Regions from separate parts of the Capra hircus genome. Here region 2 is linked to region 1. A link is a contact called in public Hi-C data. All regions are on one chromosome and are shown on one strand. Each heading gives the region's core, a stretch centred on a gene start, on an enhancer-like site or on the middle of the called end of the contact. The rest is flanking DNA. Distances are from core to core; before and after follow the strand shown. Region 1 overlaps PTPRE (receptor-type tyrosine-protein phosphatase epsilon). Region 2 holds the start of PTPRE (receptor-type tyrosine-protein phosphatase epsilon).

What was found. Hi-C and Micro-C count contacts between places; a contact is called where the count stands out from the background.
Region 2: a contact with region 1 is called in a Hi-C map of blood, with 3 times the contacts expected there. The contact joins the promoter of PTPRE here to the enhancer-like site in region 1. A contact is called at or near these places in 2 of 5 Hi-C or Micro-C datasets (blood and liver).

Annotation. Positions count from the first base shown.
Region 1 is chr26:4,624,696-4,629,898 of ARS1.2, forward strand. All of the region lies in intron 2 of PTPRE (receptor-type tyrosine-protein phosphatase epsilon), which reads right to left. Among named protein-coding and RNA genes, the nearest start is that of PTPRE, 97 kb to the right of the region's middle. Within about 2 kb of position 3,041, at least 1 of the 5 cell types and tissues checked has an H3K27ac peak or open chromatin away from gene starts, as enhancers often do.
Region 2 is chr26:4,722,201-4,727,403 of ARS1.2, forward strand. It overlaps PTPRE (receptor-type tyrosine-protein phosphatase epsilon), which reads right to left and starts at 2,542. Exons shown (of 21, transcript XM_018041550.1): 1 at 2,483-2,542.

The DNA of each region.
Region 1 (5,203 bases), core at 1,791-4,290:
TGATAAGGAACTGGCATCCAGAATATACGCAGAGCCCTCAACACTCAACAACAGGAAAACAAATAACCCAGTTAAAAAATAGATAAAGGACTTGAACAGGCATTTCTCCAAAGAAGATACACAAATGGCCAACAAGCAACATGAAAAGATGCTCAGCATCACTGACTGTTAGGGAAATTTAAACCAAAAGTGTCAGTCTGTCAGTCACGGCTGACTCTTTGAAACCCTAGGGACTATAGCCTGCCAGGCTCCTCTGTCCATGGGACTTCCCAGGCAGGAATACTGGAGTGGGTTGCCGTTTCCTTCTCCAGGGGATCTTCCTGATTTGGGGGTGGAACCTGTGTCCCCTGCCTTGTAAGCAGATTCTTGACTGTGTGAGCCACCAGGGAAGAGAAATGTAAACCAAAACAAAACCACGATAACATACCACTCACACCCACTAAAATGGCTGGACTTCAAAAATTATCAGAAAACAACAAGTGTTGGTAAGAATATGGAGGCACAGGAATCCTTATGCTGGTGGAAATGCAAAATGGTGCAGCTGCTGTGGAAACAGTCAGGAGGATTCCTCCAACAGTGAAACCGCTCTGTCCCCGGTAACTCCACTCTTAGGTATACATCCAAGAGAACTTAAGCAGGAGCACAAGAACCTGTACACCAATATCCACAGCAACACTCTCTGCAACAGTCCAAAGGCAAAAGACCATCCAAACGTCCATCAGCCGATGAGTGGATAAGCTGAATGGAGCTGTGGCAAGTGTGTACAATGAGCTATTAGGCAGCCACGCAAAGGAATGAGGCACGAACACCTGCTGCAGCGTGGGTGACCCCCCAAAACACAAAGGGAAGTGAAACAGATCAGACGAGAAGCTCACCTAATGTCTGATTTCATTCCTATGAAATAGCAGAATCCACCAGTCTACAGCAATCAAGAGAGACAGAAGTCAGATACATGATCGCCAGGGGCTTGGGCAAGGGAGGGGGAAATGGGATTATCTGCTTAATGAGTACAGAGGGTCCCTTGGGGTGATGAAAATGTGCTGAACTAGGCAGACACAACAGCTTTACAACATTACGAAGGTAATAACTGCCGTTGAACTGTACTCTTTAAAGTGGCTAGCTTTTGGTTATGTGAATTCTACCTCAATAAAGACAGAGCATCCCAGAAGTGCCACATACTGTTCTTCGGGATAACGGGCACTTTCGCCAGGCTGGCTACCAAGATCCCCAAGAATAAAAACATTAGAAGAGACCCTGATGCTGGGAAAGCCTGAAGGCAGGAGGAGAAGGGGACGATGGAGGATGAGATGGCTGGATAGCATCACCGACTCAATGAACATGAGTTTGAGTAAACTCCAGGAGATAGTGCAGGACAGGGGAGCCTGGCATGCTGCAGTCCACGGGGTCACAAAGAGATACGACTGAGCGACCGAACAGCAATGACGGAGAACATTCAGAGAAGGGAGTGTGCCTGACATTGGTTGAGTGCTGTGTACCCAGGGCTTTCCCCTGCTCTCTCATTTGATCCTTACAGCGACAATAAGAGATCAGGACCCCTGCGGTCCCCACTTCACAGGTGAGGAAACTGAGGCACGAGAATACTGAGTAATACAGACCAGGAGCTGACACCGTGTCCTCTGGGTGGGGACGTGAGGGGTGTTGGAAATGGGGCTGTAGACGGAATATCCCAGTGGGCACGTGGGGCTTCTATACAGGATCCCAGTCTCCACACTCCACCCATTTCTGCATTAATCATTTCTCTTGATTAAATACTACTCCTACATTCTGCGGGTCCCATTGTGCTAAATTACATGGGGAGCGTGCATTGCAAATTACACTCATGATTAGAAGTTACACGGCAACATTTATACTAATTAAGCTAGGTCTCATTCCTTTTGCTTTAATTTTCAAACCCGGCAGAACCCCAGCGCCTTATGTCCACGTGTGAACGGCCACAAACGGATTGAATAAAACACACTTTCAATTCTCGGCTCTGCAAGATGATTTTAGACTTAAAACTGCTTACAGTACTGTGCTGCCTCCTTTAAAAAAATTTTTTTAAACCCTATTAACAGGATGAATGTGACCGAGTACAGTTCTGAAATGGAAACCACACAGGCTGCTCTTAAAATCGACGGTGCTACTGTTTGTTTTTAATGCCTTAGAAAACATTTTTAAGAGTCTGTTTTCCCTGAGCACGACTGACTTTTTAAATGTATTTCCCCAAGAAATACAAATGACTGCTACCCAGTGCAATTAGGAGAACATGAAGAAAGAAATAAAAATAGGGATGTTCTACGGAGTCCACTCAGGGCCAGGAGGCTTGCTGAGCACTTTGTAAGAATCTTCTCATCTTGCTCCCTCAGCCACTAAAGAGGGAACTACGCCCTTACAGGGGTCAAGTCACCCCCGGAGTCTCAAAGCAAGGAAGTGATGGCTCAGGATTTGGACTTTGCATCTGATTCAAAGCCTGCAGCGCTTTCCCGTGCTTCAAACGAGGAGCTACGCATGCGTGTTTGAAAGAAGACAAAACGTGAGCAGTGATCGCCCCCAAACATCTCAGAGCCAACGGATGTTGCTTCGTTCTCCAGCTCGTGTTCATTTACGCGGAGACTGCTGCGTGAACACCTGCTGGGTGCTGGGCAGGGTGTCGGGAGCGGGGAAGACGAGGATGACTGAGGGCAGCCTCATCGCCGCCTTCCCGGGCTCTGAGACTGCGGGCTTTTCCGGCCAACCTGCCCATAGTCACGTCTTCCCTCCCGGGACCCCGTTTCCAATCACTGGGACCTAGAGGGAGTGAGCCCACTGCCACGTGCCCCTGGAAATCACCGTCTCCCTGACCTGGTCGCCTCCGGGGCCTCCTGCACCGCCACCTTTCCGCACACTTCCGGCGACACCCTCCTCACTTGTCCGCGGCGTGGGCTCCAGCACGGGGGTGCAATCCGCTAAGCGGGGCGTTCATGGTCTGCTACGGCTCAGCTCTCTGCTCTGCAGGCCCTGGGCCCTGGATCTGGGAGGGGAGGAGGGCTGGTGGGGGCGCTGCCCAGGGGCACAGCCTGGAAGTGAAGTCCAAAGGCGGAGGCCGGCCCCGCAGCCTGCAGACGTCAGACAGGAGGGCCAAAGGGGTAAGGGAGTTTGTTACTGGGAAGCCAGGTGAGACCATAAGCTCTTCAGCCCCGACACCCCTTATTACAGGTGAACATCAAGCCGCCACAGGTCTGCCCTGCCCACCGGGGGCTGACTGGTACAGGTTCCCTGGTCCCTCGTGCTGAGGACGTTCCCATTCACATCTCCCGAGAGCCCGGGAGCCCCCGGGAGGTCCCCGGGGCAGGAAATGGAAGACACAGGTCTCTGCCTGTGTTGTGAAGACTGTTCCTCAGGGGAAATGGGAGTCCCAAGCCGGCCCAGGATCTGGGGGACAGAATGGGAGCACCCCCCGGCCACCTTACTGGCTCCAAAGCCACACTGAGGGAGGTGGGATTTAAATAGCATCCAAAGGAGTAAAATCGTATAAAATCTCACTGTGTGCCTGATTGGGACAAAGTACTATGGGAAAGGGCTTCCCTGGTGGTATCCAGTGGTTAACGATCCTCCTCGCAACGCAAGGGACACAGGTTCAATCCCTGGGCCAGGAAAGACCCCACGTGCTGCAAGACAGCTAACCCACCGGTCGCAGCTACTGAGCCTGAGCTCTGGAGCCTGGGAGCCGCGACGACGGAGCCCGCGCACCCGAGAACCTGCGCACACAGGAGCGGAGCCTCTGCCGCGAGAAGCCCGCGCTGGAACTAGAGAGCGGCCCCCTCGCCGCAACCGGAGAAAAACCCGCACAGCAAGGAAGAGCAGCACAGCCAAGAATAATAAATCAGTGATTCTTTCAAAAGTACTATGCCAGAAACAAGGCAGGTCTTCCTTATTCAGAGCCTTTTGCCAGGACATCAACCACCACTTCGTGTGAAAGAACAGGAATTTATAACTGGATGCTCTTTGCTGCCACCTCCCCTAGAAGTGGTCCCTCACCCTTTTCTGTGTGCGGTCCCATACACCACACACACACACACACACACACACACACACACACACACACACTCACACACTCACACACTCTCACACACACACTCCTCTGAAACAAAGCACAGCCCGGCAGCACCAAAGCTGTTTGGAAGGTGACAGATGGCTTTTCGTATAAGAGATAAAGGACTGTGAGGTTTCTCACTCTAGCCTTTCCGACGTGAACTAGCCCAATGTGCTGTCATAGTGCAAACAGCAGTGAAAAGGCCAAATTTAAGATGAGCTGTAGATCCCATTCAAGACGTTGCTGGGGTGCCCTTCTAACAGGCGGGGAGGGGGTGCTCCCAGGGAGGAGGTCAGCCCTGACCCAGCAGCTTCCTGCCTCTGTGCGTGACCCCGAGTGAGCAGGTTGAGTCATTAACCGTAACACTGAGAGGACCTGAGGTCCCTAGAGGAGCGTGCAGGAGCCTGGAGGGGTTCCCTGTACTTTGCTGGGAAAGACTGACATCCCGGGAGAAACTGATTTAAATGAAACACTTCAGAGGATGCAGCCTCGTATTTGTTCCTCTCATCAGTAAGCCTGTCCTCACCATATGTATCCAAAATCATTCAAGGGCAAGTAGCACAAGCCGTTGAAAAGTAATCTGAATATCCACCAAAGATACAGTCTCTGTGAGAACAGATGCAATTAGAAAATGATGCAGTCTCAATAGAAGCCGCAGGAGAAAGAAAAGGAAAGAGAGAGAGAGAGAATAAAAGAAGCAAGGAAAGAAGGAAAGGAAGAAAAAAAGAACAGTGGGAGTAGGGAGGAAGAGAAGGAAGGGAAAAAACAGAAAAGAAAATCTTTCTCCCATTTTTTAAATTGGTTAGTCTGTTTTCATGTCAAATATTTCCTAAAATATCTTTACAGTTTCCACATTAGCTGAAAGATACATATCCAAGATTTTAAGCATGTTCTCTTTGCTTAAAGAACATTTAGATATTACATTTTAAGCGAGGAGAAAGGACTTTCATATTAAACAGCAATTTGAACGCACAGGAAGACATAAAATCTGCACAAATCCTTTGGACAAAACTGTTCACTCACCACCTACACGGATGTTACATTTTACAAACTGGTAGCATAAGCTCACAGACAAACTTGACTGGGAATAGAATTGCTATGACATTCCTAAATTAACAGTGAGAGGCAACA
Region 2 (5,203 bases), core at 1,292-3,791, 97 kb after region 1:
CAGCATCTCTAGAAGCACTGGCTGTTTGGTCCCTAGGCAGGCGTCTCTTCTCTCTCCATCTATGTTAAAAAAAAAAAGGGTGGCTGCCTATCAACCACAACAGACATCCCCTAAAAACACACAAACACCTCTACATCCTCAGACCAGTTCCTAAAATGTTTCCATTCGTCCACAGATGAGTTTCCAGAGCCTCCTGTCAGGTGCCTGGCTGGGTGCTGAGAACACAGCATTTTCCCTGGGGAAATAACAATCCAGCCCATCTTCCCACAGCAGGATGGAGGCTGGTGTGATTAGAAGAATAAAGGAAGCATTAGGCAGTGTTGGGCTGGGTGGGAGGTCCCAGGTGTGACTTGACACGTGTTGAGTTTGGGGGCATTTGCCATCCCAGGAGAAATGTCAAGTGGGTGCCTGAGCCTCGGACTCGCAGAGGACGGGCCTAGGATACGACATGCTTCTGACCTGGAAGGAGGGAGTTTTGTTAAAAGCGGGCAGCTTGGCCTGGGGTGATGCCGCAGGAGAGACAAGCGCAGAGTAGGGGAGATCCATATCCATGTTTCAGCTCCACCACCAACCATCAACTGCAGTCAACTCCTCACACATCTGCCTTCAACACGCCCCCTCTAAGGGACCCTGGGCCCCCACTCCACGGCCACTGCAGCCCCTCTTCGGGCGGACAATTTGCGTGCGCACGCGCACACACACACGGATGGACGGGAGGGGTAAAGCATGAGGACACAGAGCTCCGGAAGGCGTCCACTGGCTTCCTTGGGGCACCGGCCAGGTCATCTCGGGGCTGGGGGAGGTCCCTCCATAAAGCTGAGAAGTGGCCCCGGCGCAGGGCTGTGGACCTGCCAGCAGCTTCACATCCTCTGTGCCTCCACAAGAGGCCTCCCAGTGACAGTCACAGGACCTCTTCATTCAGTGCCCACCACCCACGCGGCTGGGGGAGCTGAGCAGCTACGGTTTTACATCTAAAACCGTCTGGATTCAGCCAAAGACCCAGCCTTCTACATGAGCAAATCTAGATCTTAGCTCTTGCTGACATGCGCAAAGTTTCCGGGGTGGGGGTGAGGGGGCAGTGGTTGGTTCACAAGCATGGCTGACACCAGTGAACAAAGGCCAGAGGTCACGGTCAGAGGCAGTGCCACCTCTGGGAAGGGCCTGCCTACGTCACCACCTGGCTTTTTGCTCCCCAAAGCCTCCGAGCCTATCCTCAGAAAGCCTGGACTCCCAACGCTCTTTGCACACAGAGCACTGCCCCAGGCCACGAAGGCTGAGTGACCGCGCGGTCAGGACACCCACGCCCACCCCTTTGCACCCTCCTTCGGCTGAGAGCTCTGGTTCTGCAAAGGCTCAGCGCTCCCTTCACCCCACCACCCCACCCCACTCACAGCTGAAATAGGCATAGGTCTTTATTTTGCAGAATCAGGATTTCACTGACCTTTGAGACACAAAGACCTCCAGGCACCCCAGGTCAAGGGACACCCAGGGTCAGGAGCTGGCTGGACAGTGGTACAGGGAACTTCTGAAACACCTGACCAGCCTTTGCTGGTTGTTATCCCACCCCATCACCTTTCTCTCTAGAGCACAATTGAGCCACAATCCTGTTTCCTGGAGTTTCCCAGGTAGGAACTCTGGTAGTGGTCCTCATCTGAGATCCACGGCATAATTCTGCGAGCATAATTGTTTCACCTTTCTAGAAAGGCTTGCCGAGCCAGGAAGGAATTTAGGTCAAGTTCAGCGCGATCGCTCCAGGTTTGGCTCTGCCTCTCCATCCGAGGGGCTGTCCAGCCCTTCCCAGATGGTCCCGGGGAGCTGGCAGGCTTGGCTTTGTGCTGCGCTCCAGCCCAGGCGCTCTGACAGGTCACCCCGCGGACACCGTGGGCCAGCCTGGGCCACAGGGGAGGGCCCACTTGCCCCAGCGCTCCCTGCCGCATCTCTGAAGCCCCACAGCGGCACCCCACTCCCCTGCCCTCCGTGGGAAGGCCAGGGGCGCCCGGACAGCAGCCCACGCCGCTCGCGGAGTTGCTGCAACTCGGAGTCACTTTCTCCGAAGGCTCGGGTCTGACTCCTGCGTGCTGCAGCCCCCAACACACGCGCCGGCACCCCCTCTGGGTCTAGCCTGCCTTCACACACCTCGCCCTGTCGCCATCGCCACCCGCAGGCACACTCACTCTGCTGGTCCGTTTACCCAGAGGGAGCCCGAGAGAGCTGCCTACCTGCTCGCCAAGTTGGGCTGGGGAGGGACCACCCCGGGGGGGCCCGATGGCCGGGGTCGCGCTCTCCCCCAGACGCCGGCACCAGGCAAGCTCCCGGGCCGGCAGAGACCCGGCTCCGGACCCGGCACCCGGGCGCGGCCCTTCCTTCCCGCGGCGTCGGCCGAGACGGTGTGTCCCCGGCCAGCTCGGGCCGCCCCGGGCGCACGGCCACCCGCAGGGGTTCGCGGGGGGGCCCCGGTCCGCGCACCCTCGCGCGCACTCACCTCCCGGGAGCCGGGGCGCTCGCGCCGATCCCGCCGCCGCCGCCGCGGCGACTCCGCATCTCCCGGGGCGCCCGCCCGCCGCCCTCCGGGGCGCCCCGCCGTCCCCGCCGTCCCCGCCGGGCGCGCAGGAGGCTCGTGGGGACACGCGGAGGCCGCGGGGTCCGGGCGCCGCCCGCGCCGCCGCCGCCGAGCAGGAAATTTGTGGGGCCGGGTCCCCGCCGCCGCCGCCGCCTCCTCCGCGCCGCTGGCTCGGGCTCCGCGGCGGGGGCGGGGGCCGGCGCAGCGAGGAGCGGAGGCGACGCCTGGTGCCCGGCGCGGGGAGCGCACCCGGCCCGCCCCGCAGGGACCGACCGGCCGCCCCGGACCTTGACCCACGCGGCCGCCCCACGCGCGGGGACCCTGGCCGCGCGGCCCCGCTGCCTGGACCAGGGCGAACTGTCGGTATCAGGGTGTGACCCTCTTACAAGCGGGAAAGGCTCTTCCTTCTCAGCCTTGGTCTTGGGCACCAGGGACTGGAGTGCCTGGACACCAGCTCTGGGTCATGCCCTTGTTTCAGGAGGGCAGAGGGCAGGCGCCCAGAACCTAGGAGAGCCCAGAAATCTCTTGAGCTGCTGTCTCCCTCCCTGCAAAGAGGGAGGAAGGGTAGTGCTGGGTGGATGTTGTACTGGGCTCAATTTGCTCGCGATGCAGGAAACAAGGGTTCGATCCCTGGATGGGGACAGTCTCCTTGGGGGGGGCATGACAACCCACTCCAGTATTCTTGGCTGGACAAGAAGGGACAGAGGAGCCTGGCGGGCAATAGTCCATGGGGTCACAGAGAGTCGAACAGGACTTAGCAGGCAGGCGTGTGCTTGCCATTAAGGCAGTAACCTGCAGGCACAGGAAGAGAAGGGACTACCAGGAAGGGTCTGAACCAGGCGTTCTCAGGGACTGCTTTGCAGAAGACTTCCTGAAAGCTCCTTGGAGGAGTTTCAGAGTGAAGGAACTCCCACGGGGAGGGGCAGAAAGGATGCCTGTGTCAGCCTGGTTCTGAGCCCTGGTGCTGTGCCCTCCAGGTGAGCGTCAGGCTCCCGCCCTCACGTGGGAAATGCATCCTCCTTGCAGGGACCTCACTCTGGAGGGCTTGTGAATGGCAGGACCAATGGTGAGAAGGTGACACTTAGGGCACGGTTCCCTGCCTGCATCAGTAGCCAGCAGACACCTCCTGGGACCCCTGGCACTTGTTCTGGACAGAGCTGTGGACTCCAAAGGCTGGCGAGGGTGGCCACCTATTGGCTGGGACCATTTGCAATGCTATATATCCCTTCCACATGGCGTAAAGAGAGGTGAAAGAGTGCAGAATTTGAACTCGGCGCTCTGCCCATGCTGTCCCTGGGGATCTTGTCTGGTGCCAGGGCTTTAAATACCATCTGCATGCAGGGAGCTCCAAAACAGCACAGTCTGTGTGGCCCTCTCCTCCACGCTCTGGCTTCCTGGCTGTCTGCCAGGCAGACCCAGCCCTTGCTCTGACTCTGTTTCTCCGCAGGCTTCCTGTCTCCACCTCACATCCCGCCTCTAACACAGCCCCACGTCCAGATCCTGTCTCGCTCCGTGGTGCCTCTTGACTGTGTCCCCTCCTCTCCGCTCCGCCACCTTCATCTGATGACTGCAGGGTCCTCCAACTCCAGACTCATTCTTTTTTAGGCAGTCCATCCTAAGCACACCGTCCAGGGAGACTCCCTACAAATGAAACCAGGCCCTGCCAGTTTTCTGCTTAAAAGCTTCCATTTGGAATAAAAGCCATATTGCTGGGCGGCTCTGCCTAATTTCTCAGCAGCTCCTGGGCCCTGGGTTCCAGCCCCCCAGCACCCTCTCTCAGGGTCAGAGTCCAGCTCTTCCCCACCTGGGACTCCCCGCCTTGGTACCTGGCCTGCACCTTCCTCCTGACCGCCTCTGGGAAATGACCCTGCACCACTCCCTTCTGCTCTGCATGTGAATACACACACAAGGTGTATCCCCTTGTTGGGAATACACTGATTCCCTTGTTGAGTGTCAGTCTTTCCTCCCTCCTGCCCCTCCCCCTCCTCGGGGCCGTGCCTGTCTCCATCACCTCTCCATCTCCAGCTCCTGACACAACACCATAGCTGGGAGGCTCCCAGTAAAAGCCTGTGGACTGACAGATCAGAGGCAGAAGGGCCCCAGCTGCAGTGCCAGGCAGCCCGGTCACCCTGGAGCCCAGCAGGGCAGTTGGCTGCCTCCAGAGCGTGCCCTGGGGGGAACAGCCCAGGTCAGGTAGGGCCAGGTAGGCCAGTGACTCCGCCCAGCAGTCAATTCCCAGCCTCCGTGGCCTCTGGAGCCAGACTTCCGCACAGGAGGCGATCGTTTCAAACCCTGATGAGCACAGTTTTGCTTGTTAACACTGCAGGGCTGCAGAGGCGGAGACTGTGATGCGAGACGAGAGGACAAGTTGCCTTTGTCAGACATCTGCTACTGGAAAGTCCACAGCCGGGGGAACACGGCGCGGGGCAGATGGCCCCGCTCTCCCAGTAATGTCATCTCTGCGGGACCCCAAGGATGCTTCCTGGAATTAAGCAATCTCCCTCAACCTCTGAAGTCTAAAGACATTCATCGCTGCCACACAAGAGTGTGTTGTCAGAGGCATGGATCCAGGGTCATGTTGATTTCCCTTTGGAAGCCCTTTGACCCTCCATATCCATCTTCCTTCCGCCCCTCCTGACATCA